Regions from separate parts of the Zea mays genome. Here region 1 is linked to region 2. The links are chromatin contacts, called in public Hi-C maps. All regions are on one chromosome and are shown on one strand. The core of a region is the stretch at or near the end of the contact, and the rest is flanking DNA. Distances in the headings are between cores, read along the strand shown.

What was found. A called contact is a pair of places that touch in the nucleus more often than the background predicts.
Region 1: a contact with region 2 is called in a Hi-C map of tassel, with 2.7 times the contacts expected there. The contact joins the promoter of LOC103629598 here to the promoter of LOC100276287 in region 2. A contact is called at or near these places in 2 of 25 Hi-C or Micro-C datasets (ear and tassel).

The regions. Positions count from the first base shown.
Region 1 is chr6:97,416,723-97,422,727 of Zm-B73-REFERENCE-NAM-5.0, forward strand. It overlaps LOC103629598 (E3 ubiquitin-protein ligase BRE1-like 1), which reads right to left and starts at 2,237. Exons shown (of 18, transcript XM_035960011.1): 1 at 2,056-2,237.
Region 2 is chr6:96,698,730-96,704,339 of Zm-B73-REFERENCE-NAM-5.0, forward strand. LOC100276287 reads left to right here and starts at 1,578. Exons shown (of 11, transcript NM_001150112.2): 1 at 1,578-1,888; 2 at 2,808-3,229; 3 at 3,451-3,549; 4 at 3,890-3,990; 5 at 4,072-4,149; 6 at 4,302-4,392; 7 at 4,580-4,660; 8 at 4,834-4,893; 9 at 5,018-5,140; 10 at 5,227-5,265; 11 at 5,392-5,610. The coding sequence starts at 2,906. The coding sequence ends at 5,520.

The sequences.
Region 1 (6,005 bases), core at 987-3,486, 720 kb after region 2:
GCATTCAAAGACAAAATGAAACACTGCAATTTCATCCAAACTGTATGTTCTAGCAGACTCATGGCCTAGGTTACGTCAAAAGTTCAATAATCTTTAGCAAAAATATAGCATTTGGTTCTATACACTTACAAATACCAGATTATTATATTATGCCTAAATCCTCCAAGGTTCATTATCATTTTATCAGAAGTGCTGTTATAAAGACGACTGCTCTGTAACTCTGTTCAATATTGGCCCCTTGAAGCTGTATAATGTTTGTTCCAGTATTTCATCAATTAGTTTGATGTGTACAGTGTAATGGGTACAAAATACCTAACATGTCTCGTTTCAGTAGTTTCTAGGATTCTTGTGCAGTTCATTTAGAAATTTTGTGAGAAAATTACAAAAGAGAATGTTTATCTAAAAATATATAGTTTTCTTAAAAAACAGCAGGCTATGCAAATATCGTTACTTATCCAGTCAAATGATCCTACTTGTGATCCAATTTCTTTAGTAGCAGGCATAGGCCCAGTGAAAAATGTTGCACACCCATAAGACACATCCAGATAAACCGTGGCAACACCGCAACACTCAGGAGCCAGGATACCATGATCAAGGTACATAGCTCTGGCAACATTGTTAGCCATATGTTCCTCCTCTCCAATAGCTGCAGCAGGTTCACAAGTTGAAGCATTCCAGCTGGAAACCGAGTCAAAATCTCTTATAGGTTGGGCTGCCTCGACTCATAGGGAAGACAACGGGCAACTAGCGCACGGCATCAAGGCTGCTTCCGACTCTGGCCATAACTCTTCATGATAGTGTTAAGGCCCATTAGGCCTGGCCCACTATCTATATGTATATAATAGTCCTTAGGGACTGGGTAATGACTATCAATTCTCAGGTTAGTAACATGGTATCATTTAACTCTGTTCAATATTGGCCCCTTGACTGCTCTGTAACTCTGTTCATTATCATTTAAGCTGTATAATGCGATGTAGATCATTCGCATACCCCTCCTCATCCACCGTGCCTACTTCCACCAAGCCCACACCCTTCAACTCGAGCAACAGGGAACCCAAGATGCCAACCACGCAACAATGGCAGCACATGCAAAGGGACCGAAACAGCTGACCTGAATTCCAGGGCCATGTCCACTATAGGGAAGTCGACGCCAGCAGCAAGCACTGTGGCTGGAAACCCGGGGTGTTATCAATACACCGAGATGCTTGTTTGGAATGTCGTGATCTATACCACAGATGCCCGCATGGGTTTCAGCTCATTGGTCGTATTGGCGGCAAGGTGGATTTGGAAACATATAAATGAGTGTCATTTTGTCTTTTTAAGGGCTTTCCACCTAACCTTGATGCCATCATGCGGGGCACTGGCATGAGCCAAGGGGCTCCATAGCATATGGCCATGATGGTCTCTCTTTTTTGGTCGCTGGTTTGCGTTACTGTTTGTTTGGCTAGTCCTTTCCACATTTATTATTTTGTCCCATTAGGGGTTGTACAAGTCATCATCATTTTCTTCTTAATATAATGATGCACAATTCAGTTCTCCTACATGTTCGGGAGAAGACAATATTCATCATCCGTTATTTTCTGAATTACGTTTCAGGTTATGGTTCATGGTACCTTTTTCCCTCGGATTCGCTTCCGTTACAAGTAAACCGCCTCAGTACATGACTTGCACTTCTGCACGTCTATTGAAGTGTCTATGGTTTCTTTTGTACTCAAACCGTAGATAATGGCGATGCATAAACTCGTCTCGACGTGGAACTATTCATGGGCGCAGCAACACCAATAGAGACACGGTCAATTTTAGTGTTGAGTTCAAAGAATTCTAGAATCTAGTCTTAGTGTCTTACACAAATGAATCCAGCCGTGGGTCTCAGAAAATTCGCCACTGGTGACAGGTGCAGAATGGAATCGTCCCAAATCCATCGACATCGATTTTTTTTTCATACTCCACAGCGAGTTAGGGTTGAGGCTCACGTTGGGGCAGAGGCGGACTCAATGACAGACATGGGTGTGAGTGTTTCACCAAGCAGGAAGGGAAGAAAAAGGACGGGCATACCTGGTGTGGTGGATGCCCGTCGACGGCAAAGGGTCCGCCGAAGACCTGGCCAGCAGGCGTGGGGCGGCGGCGGTCGCCCTAGTTGTCGCGCAGGGGAGGTCACTCAACGGGACTACTGGAGAGAGCAACAGCGAACAGCTGTGAACACCAGGAGGGCAAATTCCTCCGGTGCTGCTGGACCAATTTTCTTATTTTTTCTTCTTATTCTTATTTTCGTACAGGCATGACTACTGCACTAGGCTGACTCGTCGGTGAGATCGGCCCATGCCCCATGCCATGAAAATGACCGCTCTTTTTTTTCTTTTCCTTTTTCTTTAGCCATAACAATTGTTTTTTTATTTATATGTTCTCGTTTTGCTTCTCTAACTATTTTGGTTATTATATAACTCTTGCCATTAATGATCAGCTTTACACGATTTTTTGCAAGCTTTTCACCCCCTTTTTTGTCCCTAGCCTAGGGGTAAATTTGCATTCTTAATTATTTTATTAATTTTCTATTTCACATATACTATGAGCATTTGTATCCATAGACCATAACTTTAACATTTTTCTTGTGATGTTAGAATGTGTTTTTCTCGTGCTGTTGGAAGAAATTTTCTTGTGATTGATGCTAAAACAGTTTTTCCTAAACATGAAATATTTTGATCATGGAATTTTTTCTGGTTAAGCAATAAAGTTTTCTTCACAAAAAAATATAGCACGTTATTATTTTAAGAACAGTTCTCTTCTTAATAATAGGATAATTTGTTTCTCAGTTAGCACGTTTTTATCGTAAAAGTATAACGCTTCTCTCGTTTTGTTTTTATGTAGAAATATTAGAAATACCGTAATTGTTGTAAATATTAGAAGTCGTTAGGATCGATCAGCTGTTGGAGGACGGATAACTATATATAGAAAATCGATAAGATATAGCAAGCAAACACTAAGACCCCGTTCTAAACCTCTAGAGCTAATTATTAGCTAGCTAACAAGTTATTAATTAGGTTGAGACAGCTAACAACTAATAGTTATTTGAGAAGTATAACTAATAATTAGTTGTTCTATTCGCTTCCAAACCTCTCAATTAATTTTAGCTACTAATTATTAGTTTTGAGGTTTGGAACATGACTTAAAATCCATCATCAGACATTCTGTAACTTTACTCTTTTGCATTAAAGTTAACATGATGCCAAATCATATTTACAAAGTTTTACCTTAAAAACAATTGAAGGATACCGAGTTCACAAAATTGGAGTGACAATGAATAATATTAGATGGCAAATAAAATTAATAACACCTCAATTCAGTGTATATCTAATGGTTTAACGCATTCGTGTGACATTAGTCAAAATCATTGCACCATGCACACAGACAAAGTAAAACCAATACTTCAATATTTATATCTGTGTTTGTATCCATATCTATATCTATATCCATATCCATACCCATATCTATATCTATATCATCTATCATCTATATCTTATGTATATATCTATATATCTTGTAATTTTTAATATCCAATAATATCTTATATTGGCATGCATATTGTCCACGTTGGCATCCACTAGCACATGCGGTTATTTGTTTATTCAATCTTTTTTCACATCATTAATCAACATCATTTAGTTATGTACATCGAAGTCCACATCATCATCCACTATCATGCATTATGGCATTTCCTTATCCATATAAGTAAATATAAGTGATATAATTTATATATGGTCCATGCAACAATGTGTGGGGTATCTTTGTAGTTGTTTTTTATGTGGTGAGATAAGTAAGCCTTTGGGTTAGATTGTTAACGACCACTAATTGATAGTTATTGTCTCACGCATAGAACTTGGATGTACATCGTGAAAACCTTGAGCATGCCTAACGTTGAAGCACCGTGATTATTTAAAATCAAATTGCTGATAAAAATAATGAGGTAAGATCTAAAACAAGCATAGCATAAGAAGTGGATCGTCACAACACAAAATTAATCTAAAAACACATGCATTAAGACATGTTTCTAAATAAAATATATTTATGTATGAAAAAGTAGGACAACATTATTGTTATATAGCAATAATAACATGACTGATGTATCCGATAAATCGATATGTGCAACGACCATAATTATTCAAACATAAAAAGTCAACAAGAACATTGCATTGCTATATTATTACGCGTTCCATGTCTCAATGAAGCATACCTATGCAACCATCTTTCTGACAAACACACCATATCTCTGCCACATATCAGGTGCAACCAAATCAATAGTGGTGGGAGGACCTGGGCGCTGGCTGCCGACGCCGGTGGTGGTGACCGACAATGTGGCGGCCTAGCTGGTGAAAGTCAAGCACTGACCACTATAGATGAGCATGCAGCCCGTAGCCTGGCACGAGGCCCGGTTTTTTGGCCCGGCCCAAGCACGACACGGCCCGTCTGGTTTCGTGCCCGTGCCGGCCCGGCCCGGTAGACCAGGCCGTGCTTGGGCTGCCGGATGCGCCCGCCGGGCGGCACGGCCCGGTCCGCTAGGAAAAGCAGGCACGGAGCCGGCCCGGTTCCAGGCGAGGGGCATATCCGCCCGCCCCTCCCCACCGCCCGTTCAGTCCCCCAGTCCCTAGTTCCCCACGCCACGCGATTTGCTCCGCAGCCTCCGCCCTCCGCTCGTCCGCTCACCGCTCCCTCCCCATTCTCCGTCAACGCCGAGCCGTCGCCACTGCCGTTGCCGGATCTCCGTCGTCGACCGACGAGATCTCCTCTCTGCCTCTCTCCAGTCTTCGTCACTCGGTGACGCATCGGCTCTCCATTCCCCAATCTGTAACCCTAATCCCCTTTCCGGCTTTCCCTCACCTCTCCGGTGACGCATCGGCTCTCCACTGCCGGATCTCCGTCACCGGCGACATCTGCACGCTTGTTCTGTGCGGCTCACCCTCTCCGCTCTCCCTCCCCAATCCCCTCGCTCGTCGTCGTCGTCGGCGGTCGTCGGCTTGTCGCGCGTCATCGTCCCCTAGACCCTCGTCTCCGGCTCCGGGCTCCGGCTTGGCAGGTACGTGTACGTCCCTCTCCGGCTCTCCCTCCCCAATCCGACAAACCCTAACCCTAATCCCTTGCTTGGTAGGTCGCCGGCCGACTACGCCGTGGTCGTGCTGGTGCCGCCAGTGCCGTTGAGGTACGGTGCCGAGAGGGGGGCCGGGCATGGATGACGACGACGACAATGGCCGGTACCCTAGAACCATCAACGACGAGCTCGTTGAGTTAGGGCAGCTTCCCGATGACGTCGACGACATGGGAGATGCTGCTGCTGCCTTATTCGGTATCGGTAGCAGTCATGGTGCCGGCGACCTGGAGGGGACAGCTGCCGGGCCGGTTCCGGTTAGTGATGCTGCTGGCTCTAACGAACTTGATTCATTGACTTCTTCCAGCACTGGTAAGCGTCGATCTGCTGTTTGGGATGACTTCACTGAAGTCACTGAAAACCGTAATGGTAAGAAGGTGCGCATTGCTGGTATTTGCAAATTTTGCAAGGCTCGGTTGAGTGCTAGTTCTAATGCTGGCACTGGACATTTGCTTAGGCACCAGAAATCATGTAAAAAGAAGTCTGATCATGCTGCTATGGTTCAAACTAGACTAGCTTTGAACCCTGATGGGTCTTTTAGAAACTGGGAATATGATCCTCAGGTGGCTAGGACTGAGCTTTGTCGTTTGATTGCTAGACTTGATCTTCCTTTAGGGATAGCTGACACAGATGCTTGGGATAATTACATTCAACATGCTCACAACCCTAGATATGTTAGGGTATCTAGGTTTACAACTGCTAGAGACTTGGCTAAGCTATACAATGAAAAGCTAAAGAACTTAAAAGATGATGTTTTTCCTGGTGTGTCTTCTATTTGCTTGACTTCTGATATATGGTCTGGTAATGCCAAGGAAGACTACATTACTGTTGTTGCTCATTTTATTAATGCTGATTGGGAGTTAAAGAA
Region 2 (5,610 bases), core at 328-2,827:
TGAGGTGCACATAAAATACACAAACACCAAACACACATACCGGTATGTTTTTTTGCTTTGTGGATAAATATTTATTTGCCATTCTTATTTTCTCGCTAATGTATCTTACATATTTTGTATAGACCTATCACTATCACTATAACGGATTGGAACAATATCACGATCCTTCCAACATACCTGAGTACTATCACTATGACTCGAGATAAACATGTGAGTATTGTGAAATAATTCGACTTATGTGTCGTTGCCTCGTTTGAGAGTTATAAAAGAACTTATATTTGAGTATTGTGAAGTTCGCTGATTGTTTGTTGCATGAGAGTTGGAGTTTGTGGTTGCATATGTATGCTATATGTTATTTTGGTGAATACATGTCGTGTGGATTAATTAATATTTAGTGTGCAATGTGAATTGAGCAAACTACAAATAAATCTTGTTAAAAAATTCACATTTTCCGTAAAAACAACAAAAACCAGTTAGTTTCGCGATTAACCGGCGGTTTAAAGCGATTTTTCACCGGTTTTTCACCGATAAACCGGTTCAAATTCAAATTGATTTGAATTGGTCAAACCAATCGATTTTTACCGGTTTACCGTTGGTAAACCGTTACCAGTGGGGGATAGTTTTTAACTCTGGAACGGTTTTGTAAACCGTAAGACCCGGTGCTGCTGCACTGTGCATGTGCTTATGTGTCGTGTGTGTGCTGCTGCTAGCCTAGGCCTACTGTGCCGTGTGTTGGTGTGTGTGGACCTTGTGTGTGACTGTAATTCCGACCCCATGGATTGGGAGCTAGCGTGGATTGTGTCTGTGTTAGAGATATCAATGGGGAATTCTTCACCGGGTTATAGTATCCCAGACCCATCCTTATCATATTTGATTTATCCTCATACTCATTCTCATACCTATCATGGGTGCAAAACTCATCCCATACTCATCCCCATTCGGGTTTCGGGTCCCCAATAGGTTCCCATCCCCAATTAAGGGATAACTAGGTACTAACAGTCAGTATAAACTATCCAGATTTCATATATCACTACATCGGCAAGCACTCATACATGAACCATGATCTATTCATCCATCCATCAAAAAAGAAATCAGTACTTCGGGACCAATAGAAGAAATGGAGAAATGGAATCTTCTTACCTTTCTTGGTCACCATCCGAGTTCGTTGGCGCCTGAGAATCTATGGTCGTCACCGTCATCCTAGGCTTCTAGCAGTCGGCGTAGTGTATGGCTGATTATTTTAGTGTTTTGTTTTTTTGCTATTCTGCTAGTTGCCTTGTGAGAGCCGGTCGGACGTGTGGACATTGGACAGTGGAGAGTGAACACTCGGTTGCTGTGTTGCTGTGTGTTTCGGTTCAGACTTTCAGTTTCACTGTTTGTGCCTTGGTGCTATGATTTTGTGTGTGTTGTTTGTCTCGGTGTTTAATATCGGGTAGTTTAATGTTATCCAAACCTGAACTCGAAATTGTGGGTAGCCAAAACTTCACGTTCAAGTTCGACTGATGAAAACCAGAAATATAAAAAAACCTCAAAAGCCCTATCCGAAAATTCGGTAAAGCCGAACTCCCAGCCTGACCTGGAGTGAGTCGAGCAGAAGCAGAGTTTGCAGTCTGAGAAGACCCCTGTGCTGTCCAGCCAACTTTTCCACCTCAGTCTTGGATGCCCCCCCTCCGCCGTCTAGATCTCCCCAACTCCTCCGTCCTCTTGCTTCCTGTCGTCGACCTCGGTGGCCGCCGCGAGCTGCGGGTGGTTCATCGCCGTCGACCTCGCCTCTCCGCTCCTTCTGCACTGCCTGTTACCGGCTTCCTGGTGGTCGACCGGTGCGGCGCGGGTCGTCAGTGAAGCTCCGACTATCCGGATTGACTCGGATCGACCTCTCCTCTCGTGGGTAAGCGACTCGAGCTTTGCCTCAGTTGGAGGTTGGAGTTCGCTGCTCGCCTTGTCCTTGGCGACCTTCCTGTCCCGTCTGCGCTGCGAGCGTTAAAATTCGATTTTTTTTTCTAACCCGGTTACCTGTGGACTCTTGAGCTGCGTGGTGTCCTAGTTATGGAGTCGAGAATCCATCTAAAATCTTGCCTAGGGTCTTCAGCGCCTCAAGCAAGGTTGCGGCCATGCCATTTTGGAGTCCATCTGGCGATATTAGCTGGCAAGGTTTAGGGAGGGTTTTGTGCTGTGCTGTGGAAAATTTGATGAGCGGCTGCGTGGACATGTGACAAGTACGTGGAAATAGACAGTGAAGAGAATTTAGCTTAAAATTGGTACAGGCCATGAACCAGGGAGCATAAGGGAAAAAAAGAGAGATAAGGCAGACAGAGCTTGTATTTCGTATTATCCCTAATAACTTGAGTTCATTTATGGGTAGAAACTGGCAAGTTCCAGGTAAAAAGTCAACTGTCCTGCTTTATTTTGTAACCTAGAACGACTTGTAGAATCTCCTACTTGTTAACTAGAGCGTTGGTTTGATTAAAATGTGTAGTTGTTTTTCATTTTTGGGTAACAAGTATATATATAGTTTTTCCCCATTTTTTTTATTTGTAAGCACCTCCATCAATATTTATTTTTACTTTGTATATGTTTTAATATTCTGTCCTTTAGTATGCACATGTAGTTTTAAACTTTGGATTCAACCTAGTGCAATATCAAGCAGTTTCTGAACTGTTGTTTGTCTTCGAAATAGTTTAATCTTCTATATATACATGTCTTTTTGTTATACAATATGGATTGTTGGTCAAGACACAAAAAAATGGTACTTTTGGCTGAAAGCCTGAAGGTTAAACTAAAATTTCCTTTTTCCCTGTGTTGTCCAGGTTTTTGGATTTTGATCAGTTATATCAGAGGAGTGCTTATGGATGATTTCATGGCTGTAGCTTGCTAGGCCCTGCTTTCCTGTTTGTACAGATACATCATGGCACCACGCAGTAGGCCTTCGTCTAAAAGGCCTCTCTGGTTCATCGTGTTGGTTGCATTTGTCTGTGCAGTAGCCATTGGAGCCTACCTTTATACTCCACGGCATTACACAGCATGTTATCTGGTACCATCAGAAGCCTGCAATTCTCGGCCTCCTCCAGAACCTGCTAGGGTATACACTGATGATGAGATCGCTGCTCGTGCTATCATGAGAGACATCATCCGGGCACGGCCAGTGCAGTCAAAGAATCCAAAAATTGCTTTCATGTTCTTGACGCCCAGTTCATTGCCATTTGAGAAACTGTGGGAAAAATTCTTCATGGTATGGTTTTTGCAGTATTTGCGAATTGCGAGTCGTAGCAAAATTGACTCAATGATTGTGTTTCATCATGTAGCACTAATATTCTCTCCTATTAGGAAAGTAAACTGTAAACAAACTCTATTTGACATACTATCTCATATAAGAACAAAGATATATCCATTGTTGCTTGCGCACCTGAGTGTGTATGCGTATCAAATCTAACCACTTGAGTTTTCTTTCAGGGACATGAAGACCGATACACCATATATGTGCATGCATCAAGAGATAGACCAATTCATGCAAGTCCAGTATTCTCTGGCAGGGATATTCGAAGTGAAAAGGTATCTAACTAGCATTGGCTTAAATCTGTACTATCCTCATTGATTTACGAAGAAAATATTTTCTAGCCTTCAGTATAATACACACTGATTTTGAAGAAAAAAATGTTTTGTTTTCTCTCAGAGTGCCGTCTCTAATGATTGTAGAACCCCATTCTTTAAACGGATGGATATAGTTTGTAGAGTACGTCCCGGGATTTATTAATGTTGTTGAACCATCACCTGTACATATCATGTCCAGTAGTACGTGCCTACAGCAACCGTGTCCAAGACTATTTTGAAGTCAATGTCAAAGTTTTAGCTATAGTTGTTGTAGGATCTAATTTTTCAATTTTCTCGCCAGGTGATCTGGGGCACAATTTCTATGGTTGATGCTGAAAAGCGGCTCTTGGCCCATGCCCTACAAGACCCTGAAAACCAGCATTTTGTCTTGCTTTCTGAGAGGTTAATCATTTTTCATTTGTTCTGTTCCCATATAAATTTGAGTGATAGGCCCCGTATCCTAACACTTTATTCTAATTGCAGCTGTGTCTGTGTGCCACTTCATAACTTTGATTATATATATAGTTATCTCATGGAGACAAACGTCAGTTTTGTTGACTGGTAAGTGAACATACTTACACAAAGCAAAACATTAACTTTCCCCCTTGTCAGAGTTGAGAAGATATTTGATTTAAGATATGCTTTTTTTAAATTATGTTTTTTTAATAAGAATTTTGCTTATAACATGCTGAATTATCTTTTTTTTCCCTCAGTTTTGATGATCCTGGTCCACATGGAGCAGGTAGATATTCTGACCATATGTTACCTGAAATTGTGAAGAAAGATTGGAGAAAGGGTGCACAGGTGATCATTTCATATGACTGATCGCTTGCCCTAGAAAGTGGAACTTTATGATTGTTTCATTTTTTTTTGTAGTGACTTTTTTTTTGGCTTCCAATAATCCTCTATAGTTCAAATTCGATTACTTATTACACCTGTTATGGCTTCTCATAGTTAACCTTGAATGTTTTCATGTATTCTTCTCTTGCAGTGGTTTACAGTGAAACGGCAGCATGCAGTTCTTATTCTTGCTGACACCCTTTACTATGGGAAGTTCAAGCGTTACTGTAAGGTGGTCCCTTACTCCCACACCCCCCAAAAAAAGAATTTCTAGGATACCTTGTCTTATTAAGAGCACCGTCAAGTTATTTTTCATATGTAACAAACAGACCTTTGGACACCTTGTCCCCCCCATTTTCCCTTGATATTTATGTCGTTGCTGATGTTGTGATTGCAACCGTACAGCCAGGAAATGAGTGGCATAACTGCTATTCAGATGAGCACTACTTGCCAACTCTCTTCAATGTAAGTGTTCAGAAGCTTGTAGACGACGGCCTTTTGTTCTCTTCGACCAGCCAGCAAAACAACATTTTATTTAGAAAAAAAAACGAACTACTGAACAACACTGCCCTTGCATTTGTGGCTTCAGATGGCTGACCCGACTGGAATTGCAAACTGGTCAGTGACGCACGTAGATTGGTCCGAAGGGAAATGGCATCCCAAAGTCTACAGGGCTGTGGATACGAGCTTCGAGCTGCTCAAGAACATCTCGGTAAGCTTGTTGGAGCCTTCAGAGAGAGAGAGAGACAGTTTGTTGCCTTTGGTGTTTAATCTAACGGTTTTGCCGATGCCCCGCAGTCCATTGATGAGAGCGTCCATGTCAGCAGCAACGCGAAGGTAAGAGTACTTCGATCCTTGGCTTTGCTTGCATTGGCCTGTGCCCAGTTACTGCCAGCCTAAACGGACGAGGTGTTGTTCCTGGGAAACTCTAACGCGCGCCACTGCATTGCCGTTGTCGCGCAGCATGTAGCGCAGAGGAGGCCGTGCGTGTGGAACGGCATGAAGCGGCCCTGCTACCTGTTCGCGCGCAAGTTCTACCCCGAGGCGCTTGGCAACCTGATGAACATATTCTCGAACTTCACCGTCATCTGAGCAGCTGAATGGAGGCAGGAACACAGCTAAGCAACTCTGTCGGATCAGAGTCCAGACGTCGCCAACTACCTGCTGCCGCAACTCTAGTAG